Regions from separate parts of the Mus musculus genome. Here regions 2, 3 and 4 are each linked to region 1. The links are chromatin contacts, called in public promoter capture Hi-C maps. All regions are on one chromosome and are shown on one strand. Each heading gives the region's core, a stretch centred on a gene start, on an enhancer-like site or on the middle of the called end of the contact. The rest is flanking DNA. Distances are from core to core; before and after follow the strand shown. Region 1 holds the start of Scarf2 (scavenger receptor class F, member 2). Region 2 holds the start of 4930588K23Rik (a long non-coding RNA gene). Region 3 holds the start of Hic2 (hypermethylated in cancer 2). Region 4 holds the start of Tmem191c (transmembrane protein 191C).

Region 1 (3,118 bases), core at 253-2,752:
CAGCGGAAATATTGGAGACCAAGGGTTCCCCAACTCCAGCTCGGAACAGCTTGACCCACCACTGGAGTCCCGTCCCCCAGCCAGCCGGTCGGAGGAGGAGAAGGCCTGGTGCGGGCTGACCGCCCTCCCTAGGCACCGCCCCGCCTGCCTCAGCCGCTGCATTCCTGGGGCCGGGGAGGCCCGGGACGAGGCGGCGGCGGCGATGCGAAGCAGATGGCTAGTCAGGCGCCCCCCCCCCCCCCCGCCTCCGAGGCGGGGCTCGCGGCCGGGAGTGGTCTGTGTCCTCTCGACCCGATTTCGGAAACCGCGCGGTCAGCTAGCAGCCCTCGTCTACTTTGACCCTCCAAAACCCTAGCTGACGTTTCGCACCCCGGGGAGCCGTTTGACCCAGGGTGCCCCCCGGGACCCTAGCCTGGAGTCCCAAAACAGCCTCCCCAGCACTGGCAGAGGCGCCCCACCGTGGGTTCCTCGCCTCTGCAGAGATGCCTTGACTGCGTCGTGGCTCCGACGAGCAGACAGGTCCCTCGGCTTCTGCGCCTACTCAGCCGTCGTCGCTCTTCACCCTCCGCGCAAGCTCCGGGCTCCACTGCTTTCTGGCTGGGCCTGTCCCACACCGGCTTTCCTAGCAAGATCCTCTCAGAGACCCACCTCCGTACACCCAGTGGCCGCCCACAAGGAGCCAACAGGGGTTCCCACGTCCTCCCCATCGCGCGTCCATCATTGTCCTCAAGCACTCCGGTTTCTGGTCCACCGTGAGTGTAGCCTTGTCCGTGCTCACTTTCACCACCATCTTCCTCCCACCCCGCGCCCGCTCTACCAAGACAAATCTGTCCTTCCAAGTCTCGACTGTCCCAGTGCCCAGCTCGCCCAAGGTTGCTCCTTCGCCCTTCTAAACCCCTACTCCAGGCTCAAGCCACTGGCTCCTAAAGCCTATGCACATGCTGTCCCCTCCGAGTGTCCTTGCTTGGCTTAGGGAGTAGCTCCTTTCTCTTCTCCCCTGACATTTTGGACACCACATAGTACCCCTGGGGGCTCCCCACAGTACTCCATTACCCCTCAGGTGATTTCTGGTCCAGCCGGCCCTCGGATGCAGCCTAAGGGCCCAGGCTTGGCCTGGAACCGAGCCCAAGACGCGAGGCAGGCCCGAGGGGCTCGCGTGACCAGTTTAGGGAGGTCCTAGATGGCCCGGACTGAAATGGGGCGCCGCTACCCCCAGCCCGCTTCGCGCCCACGCCTCGGACAGGCCCAGTTCCTACCCGGGCGTGCGGCACACGTTGCGGCCTCGCGGGTTCAAGTCCTGGGGCGCCGCGAGACCGGGCAGCAGCCAGAGCAGCAGCAGCAGTCCCAGCCCTCGGGCTCCCTGGCGCCGCGCCGGCCCGGCCCCCCGGGACCCTGCGCCCTCCATGAGGCGCGGGGCAGGCGCGGGTGGGCGCGGGTGCGGCCGCGGCAAGGGCGGCCGGAAGCGGAGTGCGAGGCCGGGCGGGGGGCGGCAGGAGGGGCGCCGGGCCGGGCAGGAAATTCCACATCGGCTCCCTGATCCTGGGCCAGCGCGGCCGGCCAGGCGGCAGCGCCCGCCCCGCGCGCCAGACCCCACCCTCCGGTCGCGCCTCCGCCCCTTCTTTGCTCGGCCCCCGCCCCCACCTGGCCATGCACGAACTCGGGGGTGAACTTGGTGGAAGCCGGCGAAGCACTGCGGGAAGAAGGAGCTGCGGGATCCTGTGAAGGAGTCCTGGTCCGCGCCTTTTCTCCCCCTTGTCAGAAGCCCTGGAGCCGCCAGGCCCGGGAGCAAAGGGGTCCTGGAGAAGGCCCCGGTTCACACACTGGCCTTCGGCTGGAGCTAAGAACCCCTAGTTGTTCTATGGTGTGCCATTAGCATCTCTTGATCTCCTGCAGCATGCAAGATGTAGACAAAGACCTGTGGGAATGAACTGGAGACCTAGGGAAAGGAGCTCTCTGAGGAAAAAGCCTGGAACAGAAGGAAGCAGTGATGGTCTTTGATATAATGAGGAGGTAAAGACAGGGAAGGGGACACTGGAGATGAAAACTGAAACTCAGAAGTCCTCTCAAGGGGTAGGAAGGAACTGGGTGCCCAGGGCATGTATTCAGCTTGAGAAGGCTATTGGCTCCTAAGAAGGAGAAGTTCAGAGAGTGAAATCAAGGCTTAGAATGGAGACCCCCCTACTACATAAGGACAACCAGGGCCACTAAGTAGATTGCTCTGTCTCTACCATACCCACTTTTGTCTCCTGATCTCCTGAGCACCTCATTCCCTAAACAGCTGTCAAAGTGAGCCTTGTCATGTAAGCAGAACCAGAAGTCTTCGGAGTCAGAAAGCTTCCTTTACCAGGAACCTCTAGCCTGACCTTAGTATGACATCAGCAAGCCTGTCAAAGGAGCTGCAGAATCAGTGTCCATCCTAGGGACGACTTGGACTTGGCTAAAGATATCCTTCCTCCAAGTCTCTACACAAGCTTAAGGATAAGACCCCTGGGCCAGGAGGCAGCTTGGGCAGGGGCCCTCTGTTAACCCTTTACTGTTCTCACCAGTAAAGCTCTTCTCTCATCCCTGCCTTGAATCACTGGCTTCACCCAGGCAGAGCAGAACACAGTACTTATGGTTACCACAGCCTAGGTCAGACAGGAGATGGTTGGAGCTGCATGGGTCCAGAAAAGACAAAGCAGGAGAGACCCTGAGGCAGACTGCTCCAGACTGCAGGAGTTCACACACCTTTGTTGGCAGCCTGGTCCCACCAAGGTGTGTGTGCTTCTGACTTGAGGGAAAGGTTAGACAATATCTTCCTGGGCAGCCGGCAGAGGGCACCTTGCGTATGAGGGACAGGTGGTGTAGACAGGGAGCCTGAAGGACTGAGCCGGAACCAGAGCAGTGGACAGGCCCAAGGCCATAGATGTTAGCAGGCTGGCGGGGAGGGGAGGACCTCAGGCCTCTCCTCAGCCCTCTCAGCCTGGCTAGGCTGGTGGCGCAGGGGAGAGGTGGAGTGGGTAAAAGGAACAGTCTTCCCATGTGGTCACAAATGCAAATACTTCTCAGCAACAAGTAAATAAGCCAACCACTTCTGGGAAGCTGAGGGTGAGTACAACCCTGCCCTCAGCAGTGGCCT
Region 2 (3,118 bases), core at 358-2,857, 810 kb before region 1:
GCCAGCACAGAAGAGCAGACCCCCACCTGCTGCTCTGTTCCCTGGGTGGTAGTTTCTGACAGCAGGGAGTTACGGACACTCCCTGCAAGACACTCCTTGAGCACAGGGGAAGGAGACCTGTGGGGCTTGCAACCTGACGGTCCCTCTCCCAGGTCTCCACGCTCAGGTAAGACCATCAGAAGTCTTGAATCCATTCCAGACCAGGACCAAATAAACAAGCAGCTGCCCTACCTAGGCACCATCTGGGTGAGCACGTCCATGTCCAGGGTCTGGTTTTGAGCCGAGGAACTTAAGCCGAGCCTTTCCATCCAGTAAAGAAAGAGATCTGAGATCCACTGGTGATGTCTATTGGGGTTACAGACATGAAAGTGGTGATCTGTGTGCTGCTTCCTGATCCATAGTGACAGAAACACGGGGCAGGATTCTTCCTGTCATGGCCTGGGTAAGAGAGGGCCATGAAGCTTTGTCTTGGCTCCAAACTTCTGTCCCCTCCCTCCCCTGACCCCAGTTCACCTTCCCTCCAGTCAGCCTTGAAAGGTTAGAACATAACATACTGGAGGAGGGCAGTGCATGGCAAGGCAGCTGGAGTTGTGCTGGGGCAGTCAAAACCTAAGAGTCTAACTTTGTTTGTTTGTTTGTTTGTTTGTTTGTTTGTTTGTTTGTTTGTTTGAGAAAGGGTCTCACTATGTAGGCCAGGCTGACCTGGAACTCACAGATCTCCTCCTGCTTCTGCCTCTGGAACTCTGGGATTAAAAAGCGTGCGCCACCATGGCCAGAAAGGACCTAATCTTAAAGTATGTTCCAGGACTGGTCCAGCCATGAATGCAAGGGCACACCAAGAGAGGAAGGCTACTCTGGGGGTTCTTTTAGGGTGGACTGTACTAGCAGGTTCAGCTATCCCAGACCACAGTCCTCAGATCTAGTTTTCTTTTCTTTTCTTTTTTTTTTTTTTTTAGACAGGGTTTCTCTGTGTAGCCCTGGCTGTCCTGGAACTCGGCTGTCCTGGAATTCACTTTGTAGACCAGGCTGGCCTTGAACTCAGAAATCCACCTGACTCTGCCTCCCGAGTGCTGGGATTAAAGACGTATGCCACCACGCCCGGCAGATCTGGTTTTCTTGATCGGCAGAGCTTGCTCACAATCTTACCCTTAAGTCATGAGCCTGTCACAGCTCTTCTTGGGCAATTTTCACTATCTTATAGATGGAGAAACTAAGGCCCAGAAAGAAAGGGCAGTCTTTCTGGGACCACAAGCCAATCTAGCTGTATTCTCACCTTAACTCTCTGCTCTGACCCATTACCTGCAGACAGGACAGGGCTCTGGATGGCTGAGGTAGAGCAGAGCACACCCTGGAGAGAATCCTAGCATTGGTACCTGCCTGTGGGGCTCCTGGTCAGTCTGAAAACTTCCTCACAAGCCTGGCAGAAATCACCACTGACCTGGGGCTATCACTTGCCAGCTCTACTGCCCTCCTTTTACCATTTTCACAACCTGCCAAGCTTGACCATGGCTACACTGTCATCCTATGTCAAGGGGATTCCCTCACCTCTGTGTTCCTTAGACAGGACAGGCCTGCCACCATCATTGCCTTGCTGTGAGGTTGCATACTGTGCAGGGCCTCTGGGCCTCGGGGTTCCCAGTTCTGAAATTGGTGGAAGGGTCACTGGCAGGAAGGTGGGAGCAGCACTCACATCAGCCTCTGCTGCCCTGTTCCCTTCCCTGGGGACAGATGCTGTTCATAGTCTCTGGTCCAGCCAATTACACAGGGCCTTGAATTTTTCACAGGCCAGAACTTCGTGGTGGTGTCTGCAGTCATACCTCTGACAATCTGGAGCCAGGAAAATGCCCACAGGAGCTTACTCCTCCAGAGCCCCAGGTGTCTCATAGCCAGAGTGTCTCCAGCAGCCAGAGCTGCCCCTGACACCTCCTTCCTCCACATCTTTCATTCTTTGGGCCTTGGTTTCTCCACATATATTTAGTAAAGGGCAGGATGCTGTTGGAAGTAAGAGAGGTACTTAGGAAGTTGTAGTTGGGGTGGGAAGAAAACACAGAGTATAGGACTTGGGGGTCCAGGAGGAGAAAGTGGGACCCTCTTGGTCCCCTTCAGAGGAACACAGAGGCCAAGAACTCCACAGACACCAAGCAGAGGAGACTGAATTAATTAGGACTCCTAAGGTCAGAGGGTTCCCAGACCCGGGGCCCTTCCAGAGACCCTGCATCCAGGGCACCACTGGGAAACAGATAGCTCAGAGTGGTAGGTGAGGGTAGCAGGCAAGCGCAGCACCTGGCCCCGCCCTTCCCCATCCACACCCTGTCAGAGCCCCTTCCCTTGTGTCTAGGCCCCTGGCCCCACTTGTACACCCAGACTCCAAACTGGAAAGACGGGCCGAAGAACAAACAAGCTCATACCACAGCCCCTACCCAGGCCTGTATGGGCAGGGCCAGGAGCTGGGGTTCCTCCTTTTGGGGTCCCAGGAGCCTAGTGAGAGGGACTGACTACCTGTCAGTCCCTGTCTAGCTGTGCCAAGCCCCCTGCTCACTCTTCTTCAGGATAGCTCCCTGGAAAGCAGGCACGGCTGGGCTATCGCTCCCCAGTTCATCTCTTAGGAGGGATCTGCTCATCACAGGGCTGTTCAAGAGATGTCAGAAGGTTGCTGAAGCTAGACAAACAGGACCAACTCTTCAAGATTCTTCTCAGACCACAGTCCCTGTGGCTCCTTCCTAAGGCTCAATTTTGGCATTCAGTCACGTGGTGAGTATAGGGCTAGGTACATTATAGAGACTGGACAAACACCCGTTACTAAATAAAGAAACCCTTCAGAGCAGTCTAGGGCACACTGAGTGACTCTTGCCTCAGCCTGCTCTTGCCATCTGCATCTGCTCCTGAAGAGGCAGTTGAGACCTCTAGACCCTGCTGTGCTTCAGGCTGCCTCCGTCTCTGCCCCTGTGGCTGTCATCACTGAGCCAGGGTCTTGGCACACTTAGAAATCAGGAAGGTTCTGTTTTTTTTTCCAGATCCGAGGGGTGATTTTCAGTGTATTTGATGGTCTGAGCTACAGACAAGAGGAGAGAAGGCCCGTGCTGGGGAGACGTGGAGCTGAAGACATGGATGGGCATGT
Region 3 (3,118 bases), core at 296-2,795, 560 kb after region 1:
ACCATCTGCTTTCTTTCAGACTACTCCAGGAGCTCTGCTCCACCCAGCATACTTTTTCGAGAGACAGAGCTACAGAGTGGTTACACAGACTACGATCCTAAAAATGTCTGCTTGAAAGCCAGGGATTCCAGATACGGGCAGATAACAGTGGAGGGGCAAGGCCAGGAGGAATCAGAAGCAATAATGTGGCATCCCTCTAGGGTTTGCCTCCATCCCACCAACCTTTGTCCTAGATTGGAAATCCCAAGTTCAGCCTAGAAGATGAGCCCCTCCACGACCTGCCGAATCTCCTGGTCCTAGGTGCAAAAGCCACAGCTAGCAAACCCCAGTAACAGTCCAGTCACAGGATTCCTATAGGCAAGGATCCGCCCCTCCCCCATCGCCACATATGTCAGTGGGGGTGGCCTCTCAGTGTTACACCCCTCCTGCTGATTGAAAGTGAGGAACCTGGAACACAGCTTTCCAAATGCGCCTGACAATTATAACTAGAAAAGATACTGTGAAGAGGGGGATAGAACACATAAGTAAATAACTTCTGAATCTCTCCGGCCAGCCAAGATCAGCACGGGACTCTCGTCGCAAGGTAGTCCAAAACTGTTCAGGGCGCGGCCGCTGAGAGTATTATCTGGCCTCAATCACTCCAAGTACCTAAGTCACTGCCCCCCAGGGAGAGGTATTTTCCCCCAGCACTTACACCCAGGCTTGTGTGCATATGAACCATTCTGGAAGATAAACAGAGAATGACAAGCTAGGGCCCCTCAGCTCACTCCCTGAGCCAGCCAGTCCCTTCCTCTTGCCACCCGACCCCCTCCCCCCAAGCCCATCTCTCTTCCTGCCAGGCGGCTGCCTCCAGCAAAGGTCTGGGGGCAGGGCAGAAAGCCCACCCAGCCACGGAGCCGGGCCCTCTAAGCCCTACCCTGTCCCTGACACGGCCAGTCCCCCAGCCAGGAAGGGTACTCGAGGAAAAGGACTGCAGACCATACACACAAGCGCAGTTCTGGAAACCGTAAAGCGTTCCAGTGAGGGGCAGCCGCAGGCGTACAGCCGTTTGCATAATGGGAGAACGCCCGCCTGTCAGGCAGCATAGCTCGCCCGACGCCGTTCGGATTAGATTGCTAATGAAAAGGCACAAAGAGCCGGCGCCCGCTACCCCGTCGACCCCCGCTCCACAGACTCGCGTCCCCGGACTGGCGCGGCCCTGGGGGCTTTGTGCCCGGAGTCCCCGTGCCGGCCGCAACCCGCCGGGCACCTGAACCACAAAGCCCCCGCCCGTCCAGGGTCCCGCGTGCGCCTCGGTTCGAGACTAGGGGCCGTGCGCGCGCTCCGTCCCACGCGCGCCCACGCCCCCCTCTCCGGGGGCGCGCCCGGCCCGCGTCGCCCTCCCTCGAGGACACCGCTTACCTCAGGTGCCTGCCAGAGGCCCCTCGTCTTGGGCGCCCGACCTGAGCTGCACGCGCCCGCCCTGTCCGCCCTCCGCCGGCCCCCGCTCGGCTCTCCGCCCAGCGCGCCCAGAGCGCTGCTCACAGCCGCCCGCTCCGCGCCATCTTGGAAGCTTGTGACGTCAGCTCCACCCGCTCACCCCTGACCCACATCTGAATGGGCGAGCGACAGGGCGGACCTGGAGGCGGACCCTTGTGGGGGCGGAACCCTGAGGCTGGGCGGGGCCGCCGAGGGGTCTGAGTCCAGGGATGGGCCAGTGGCTGCGGCAGAGTGTAATGGGGGAGGGGCGCACGGGAGGTCGCCTACAGGGTCCCGATGCAGGCGCCAGAACGGGATGGCAACCTCACCTCAAAATACTTGACGGGCAACACCCAGCGAAACAAGAATCCTGCTCTTTACCACGGGTCTATGCCCAGCCCTCAAACGGAAGACTGACCCGTTTTGAGCCTGACCCGGACCCTTCAGAACCCCCAACACTATCACCACCAACCCGGTTCAGGTGGCCTGCGCCTCTCCTCTTCCGCCCGTTTGAGCCCCTTGATCTACGCAGAGTATCTCAGTCTATAAAGTTTAGCACCCAAAGGCTGCTTGCTCCGCTGTCTGGGCTGCAGGAAGGCCTGCGTGGTTCTGATTTTAAAGGAGAAAAGAGGCCTGGGAGTCTTAACCCTAAACTTCTCCTAGGATCCTTACATCCACTCTCGCGAAGGTCGACCCGGATTGCGCAGAGGGCGGAGAGGTCCGTGTACACTCTGCTTACTTATCCAGAGTTCCGGTGACCGCCGCAGGTCACAGGAGTTTAGGCAGCCCAGTAAAGACCCAAGACTTGTGGCCATCCAAATGTATTGGGGTTCACACGGAGTTATTCTCTAGAGAGTTATTAGATGACCATCTCTCTACTTTGAACACTAAACACTAAAGCCCACCACTGTTAAAGGTCAGAAAAGTCCTAGCCAGAACCTACAGCTGTTCTATAGGGAGGTTGTGACCCAGAGTCAACATTGAAACCCAATTCAATAACCCTTCACAGAGGCAAGCATGCTTTCCGAATGTACAAGCTTAAAATAACAGATTAAAAAAAATTAAAATTCTTAGTTTACCCAATAGCTACATAGCTAATACATGATTGTTTTTACAACTATCATCTTTGAAACACCAAACAACAGAAATAGGAGTACATTTGTCCTAACAGATATTAAAGCAAATTATAAAGCTACTGCTGTCAATTATACTAGCCAAGACATAGAATACTATGCCTAAACATCCTAGAAATGGCGAAAACTCAATAGATTGAAAATGGGTGGCATGGGGCATGTCTTTAGTCCCAGAACTCTGAAGGCTGAAAGAGGCAGATCTCTGTGAATTAGAGCCAGTCTGACTACATAGTGACTTCCAGTTGAGCCAGGGCTACACAGTGAGCCTGCCTCAGAAAGGAAAAACAAAAAAGAACTATCAAGCACGTGTTAAAGGAATTGTCAATCATGAAGAACAGCTTAGAGGTGGGCTGTTTTGAAGACTTACTGAGCCAAGTGTGGTGGTCCTGCCACTCCCTAGGTGATGGTTACAGGAAGGAACATTTTTTTCAGTGGTTATAGTCACTGGTAAACTGACTCCTATAAATAATACACTGGTATTGCCCTGACTCCTATAAATAATCACCCACTTATTCCCCTGTAAGCAG
Region 4 (3,118 bases), core at 457-2,956, 520 kb after region 1:
CAGCAACGTCTGCAGTGCGCTCAGCGCCCACAGCCTGCAGAACCACCAACGGACAGGTGGGTGGTGGCTCTGGGACCCGGAACCCGGACCGCCCAACCCCCACTAGCCACTCACCTGAGGCTTCCCGCGCCTGTACCACCGAACAGTCGCTTTTCCTGCAGAGAAAGGGCTGTATCCAGTTTTTTGCCTGGGCAGCCGCTAGGCTCTAGCCAAATCTAGTGGGCAGGTACCAGCTTCAGCCCGCGCTTCCCAGCCCACGCTCACGCAGTCAGCCCTGGCCACCTCCTCCATGAGTGAGCCCGCGCAGTCCTGCACCGGACGAGGCTCTGAGTTCCACCTGCAGGACAGGCGCGGAGATGAGCCACCAGGCTGGGCCTAGCACCTTCCGACGCCCTCCAAGTCCCAATTCTTACGGTTCCGAGCCACCGCGCGTAGCCTCCAGCGCAGCTGCTGCCTCCATCACTTTCCCCTGCAGCTCCTGAAGGATGGCAATAGGGATTCAGGGCAGAGGATGCGCTACATCGCGAGTCAGAGAGTAAGGAAGAAAGAGTCGAGGCCGCAGGGCATTCGAAAGAGAACCGCTGTCAGAAACGAGGGGTCACACCTGCAGGACTCCACTCTGCTCCTGGAAGCTGGCCCAGGCCTCTTCTGTCCGCTGCGCACCCTAGAAGCCAGGGGCTTGGTATGAGCATCGCAATGACAGGCCCTCCCCACACGCCTTCCCCCCCCCCCCCAGAGTCCAGCGCCATTCGCACCTGCCGCAGGTCCTCTGCCTGCATGCTGAATTTGGCCTCCGCCAGCTCCAGATGTTTCTTCGGGAGGATTCAAGTGATGTCAAGAACCTGAAGTCCTCGCACACCACTGGGCCTCGAGGCTCGGTCCCCGGCCTTGAAGGCTGATACTCTGCCCACAAATGCACATAACCCTGCCCACAGCCATACTCCGCCCACAGCCCCGCCCAAGTACCTGCAGCGCCACAAGCTGGTTCCCTAGTTGCTGCTCCGCTCGCTGTTGACTTAGCTGCTCCCCTCCATAGTAGAAAAGCTGGGGACCGAACTCGTGAGTGCCTGGCTCAAGGATCTTGGGGACTAGGGCATGATCTGAGACACTGCACGTACCTGACTGGACAGTTCCTCCCACTGTTCCTGCAGCTTCCGATTGTGTTGCTCCTGCGAACAGGGTCCAGGCTGTCTAGGCCCCTCCTCCAGCCTAGCCACCCCGGGAGCCGCCTCTTGCTCTTGCCCGCACCAGGTCCTGCCGGTGCTGCTCCGCCGCCTCCAGCAGCCCACGAGCCCGCTCCGCACGCTCCCGTGCCGCCTCACATGCCTCGCCTCGAATGGCTCGTGATGCTTGACTTCGTCTCCGCTGCAGGCTACACGGGGGAGGGGGAGAGGGGGCGGAGAATTGGTCTGGGATAAAACCAGGGAGCAAGATATTTTGGGAAGGAGCCGCCACCAGCCTGAGAGTTCCAGACTAGGGTCCCACTGCCTGGAGCGAGACTGCCAACAAGCCTGCCGGGGCCTCGGTGCCCTCGCACCTGCGCTCGCGCTCCCGCAGCTCCTCCAGGCGCCCGGTGAGGCTCTCGCTCTCGGCTTCCAGCCCACGCACCAGCTCTTCTAGCTCCTGCTTCCGCAGGCGGCCATCTCGGTTGTCCTTCTGCAGCTGCAGCAGCTGCTCCTGCGGCTCAGTCATGGCTCCAGAGCTCCGCCCCGACCTCCACCGCCTGGGTAACTTGGTGGCCCGCGTCACAATAGGCAGCAGAGGGCGCCCGAACCCAACCGAGACGGATCACGCCCGACCAATTCAGGTATACAAAGCCGGGCTTGGTTGCCCACATCTGTAATTCTATCTCTTGGAGGTGTGAGGGCACGAAGATCAGGAGTTCAAGGTCATCCTTTGCTACATACGGAGTTTGAAATTAGCCAAGGCTACATGCGGACCTGTCTCAAAAAAAAGAAAAACAAAACAAAAAACAAAAATATCACAGTCCAGATCTGATTGGTAAAAAGTTACTAAAGTTCTAAGGAAGGACCAGACTTGATGGTCCGTACCTTGTAATCCCAAAATACTAGAGGCTGAGGCAAGATCACCTAGAGTTCAAGGTCAGCCTAGAGGTCTAAACAAGACCCTGACTCAAAAGAAAATGAGGGCCGGGTGTGGTGGCCCACGCCTTTAATCCCAGCACTTGGGAGGCAGAGGCAGGCGGATTTCTGAGTTCAAGGCCAGCCTAGTCTACAGCCTGAGTTCCAGGACAGCCAGGGCTACACAGAGAAACCCTGTCTCGAAAAAACAAACAAACAAACAAAAACCAAAGAAAAAAAGAAAGAAAAAATGAGAGGGTTTGAGAGATGGCTCAATGGTTAAGAGCACTGACTGCTCTTCCAGAGGTTCTGAGTTCAATTTCCAGCAACCACATGGTGATCCACAACCATCTATAATGGGATCTGATACCCTCTTCCGGTGTGTCTGAAGACAGCTATAGTGTGTGAGTGTGTGTGTATGTGTGTGTGTAATCTTTTTTTTTTTTTTTTTTTTTAAAGAAGGACTGAAGACATGGCTCAGCGGTTAAGAGTATTGACTGCTCTTCTAGAGGTCATAAGTTCAATTCCCAGAAATCACATAGTGGCTCACAACCATTTGTAATGGGATCTGATGCCCTCAAGACAGTGACAATGTACTCATATAAATAAAAATAAATAAGTCTTTAAAAATAAATAAATTAGCCAGGCGGTGGTGGCACACGCCTTTAATCCCAGCACTCGGGAGGCAGAGGCAGGCGCATTTCTGAGTTCGAGGCCAGCCTGGTCTACAGAGTGAGTTCCAGGACAGCCAGGGCTATACAGAGAAATCCTGTCTCAAAAAAAAAATAATAATAATAATAAATAAAAATAAATAAATCTTAAGAGCCACAGTAGCTGTAACTACTGTAACTACAGGCTAAACCAGGTGTGCCTCACCTTAGATTCTGAGTGACCAAGCAGGGAGTGCTAAACTTTTGAGAAAAACATTTTTTTGTTGCTGTTGTTTTTTCGAGACAGGGTTTCTCTGTGTAGCCCTGGCTGTCCTGGAACTCACTTTTGTAGACCAGGCTGGCCTTGAACTCAGAAATCTGCCTGCC

What was found. Promoter capture Hi-C pulls out the DNA fragments that hold promoters and counts their contacts. Capture Hi-C pulls out chosen DNA fragments and counts their contacts.
Region 2: a contact with region 1 is called in a promoter capture Hi-C map of liver, with 4 times the contacts expected there. The contact joins the promoter of 4930588K23Rik here to the promoter of Scarf2 in region 1. A contact is called at or near these places in 6 of 39 promoter capture datasets (cranial neural crest, embryonic stem cells and liver), 4 of 484 Hi-C or Micro-C datasets (all in embryonic stem cells) and 3 of 115 datasets of contacts at active chromatin or transcription factors (embryonic stem cells and pancreatic cancer cells).
Region 3: a contact with region 1 is called in a promoter capture Hi-C map of cranial neural crest. The contact joins the promoter of Hic2 here to the promoter of Scarf2 in region 1. A contact is called at or near these places in 2 of 39 promoter capture datasets (cranial neural crest and liver) and 1 of 115 datasets of contacts at active chromatin or transcription factors (pancreatic cancer cells).
Region 4: a promoter capture Hi-C map of liver shows a contact between it and region 1. The contact joins the promoter of Tmem191c here to the promoter of Scarf2 in region 1. A contact is called at or near these places in 1 of 115 datasets of contacts at active chromatin or transcription factors (pancreatic cancer cells) and 1 of 9 other capture datasets (liver).

Annotation. Positions count from the first base shown.
Region 1 is chr16:17,795,666-17,798,783 of GRCm38.p6, reverse strand. Scarf2 (scavenger receptor class F, member 2) reads right to left here and starts at 1,502. Exons shown (of 11, transcript NM_153790.3): 1 at 1,257-1,502. The coding sequence starts at 1,405.
Region 2 is chr16:18,605,151-18,608,268 of GRCm38.p6, reverse strand. It overlaps 4930588K23Rik (a long non-coding RNA gene), which reads right to left and starts at 1,607. Exons shown (of 2, transcript XR_384719.3): 1 at 1,546-1,607; 2 at 1-438. RefSeq lists an enhancer at 1,646-3,118.
Region 3 is chr16:17,232,014-17,235,131 of GRCm38.p6, reverse strand. It overlaps Hic2 (hypermethylated in cancer 2), which reads right to left and starts at 1,545. Exons shown (of 3, transcript NM_178922.3): 1 at 1,402-1,545.
Region 4 is chr16:17,274,888-17,278,005 of GRCm38.p6, reverse strand. Tmem191c (transmembrane protein 191C) reads right to left here and starts at 1,706. Exons shown (of 10, transcript NM_177473.3): 1 at 1,538-1,706; 2 at 1,249-1,372; 3 at 1,119-1,169; 4 at 967-1,044; 5 at 756-812; 6 at 605-664; 7 at 414-478; 8 at 265-337; 9 at 115-155; 10 at 1-34. The coding sequence starts at 1,692.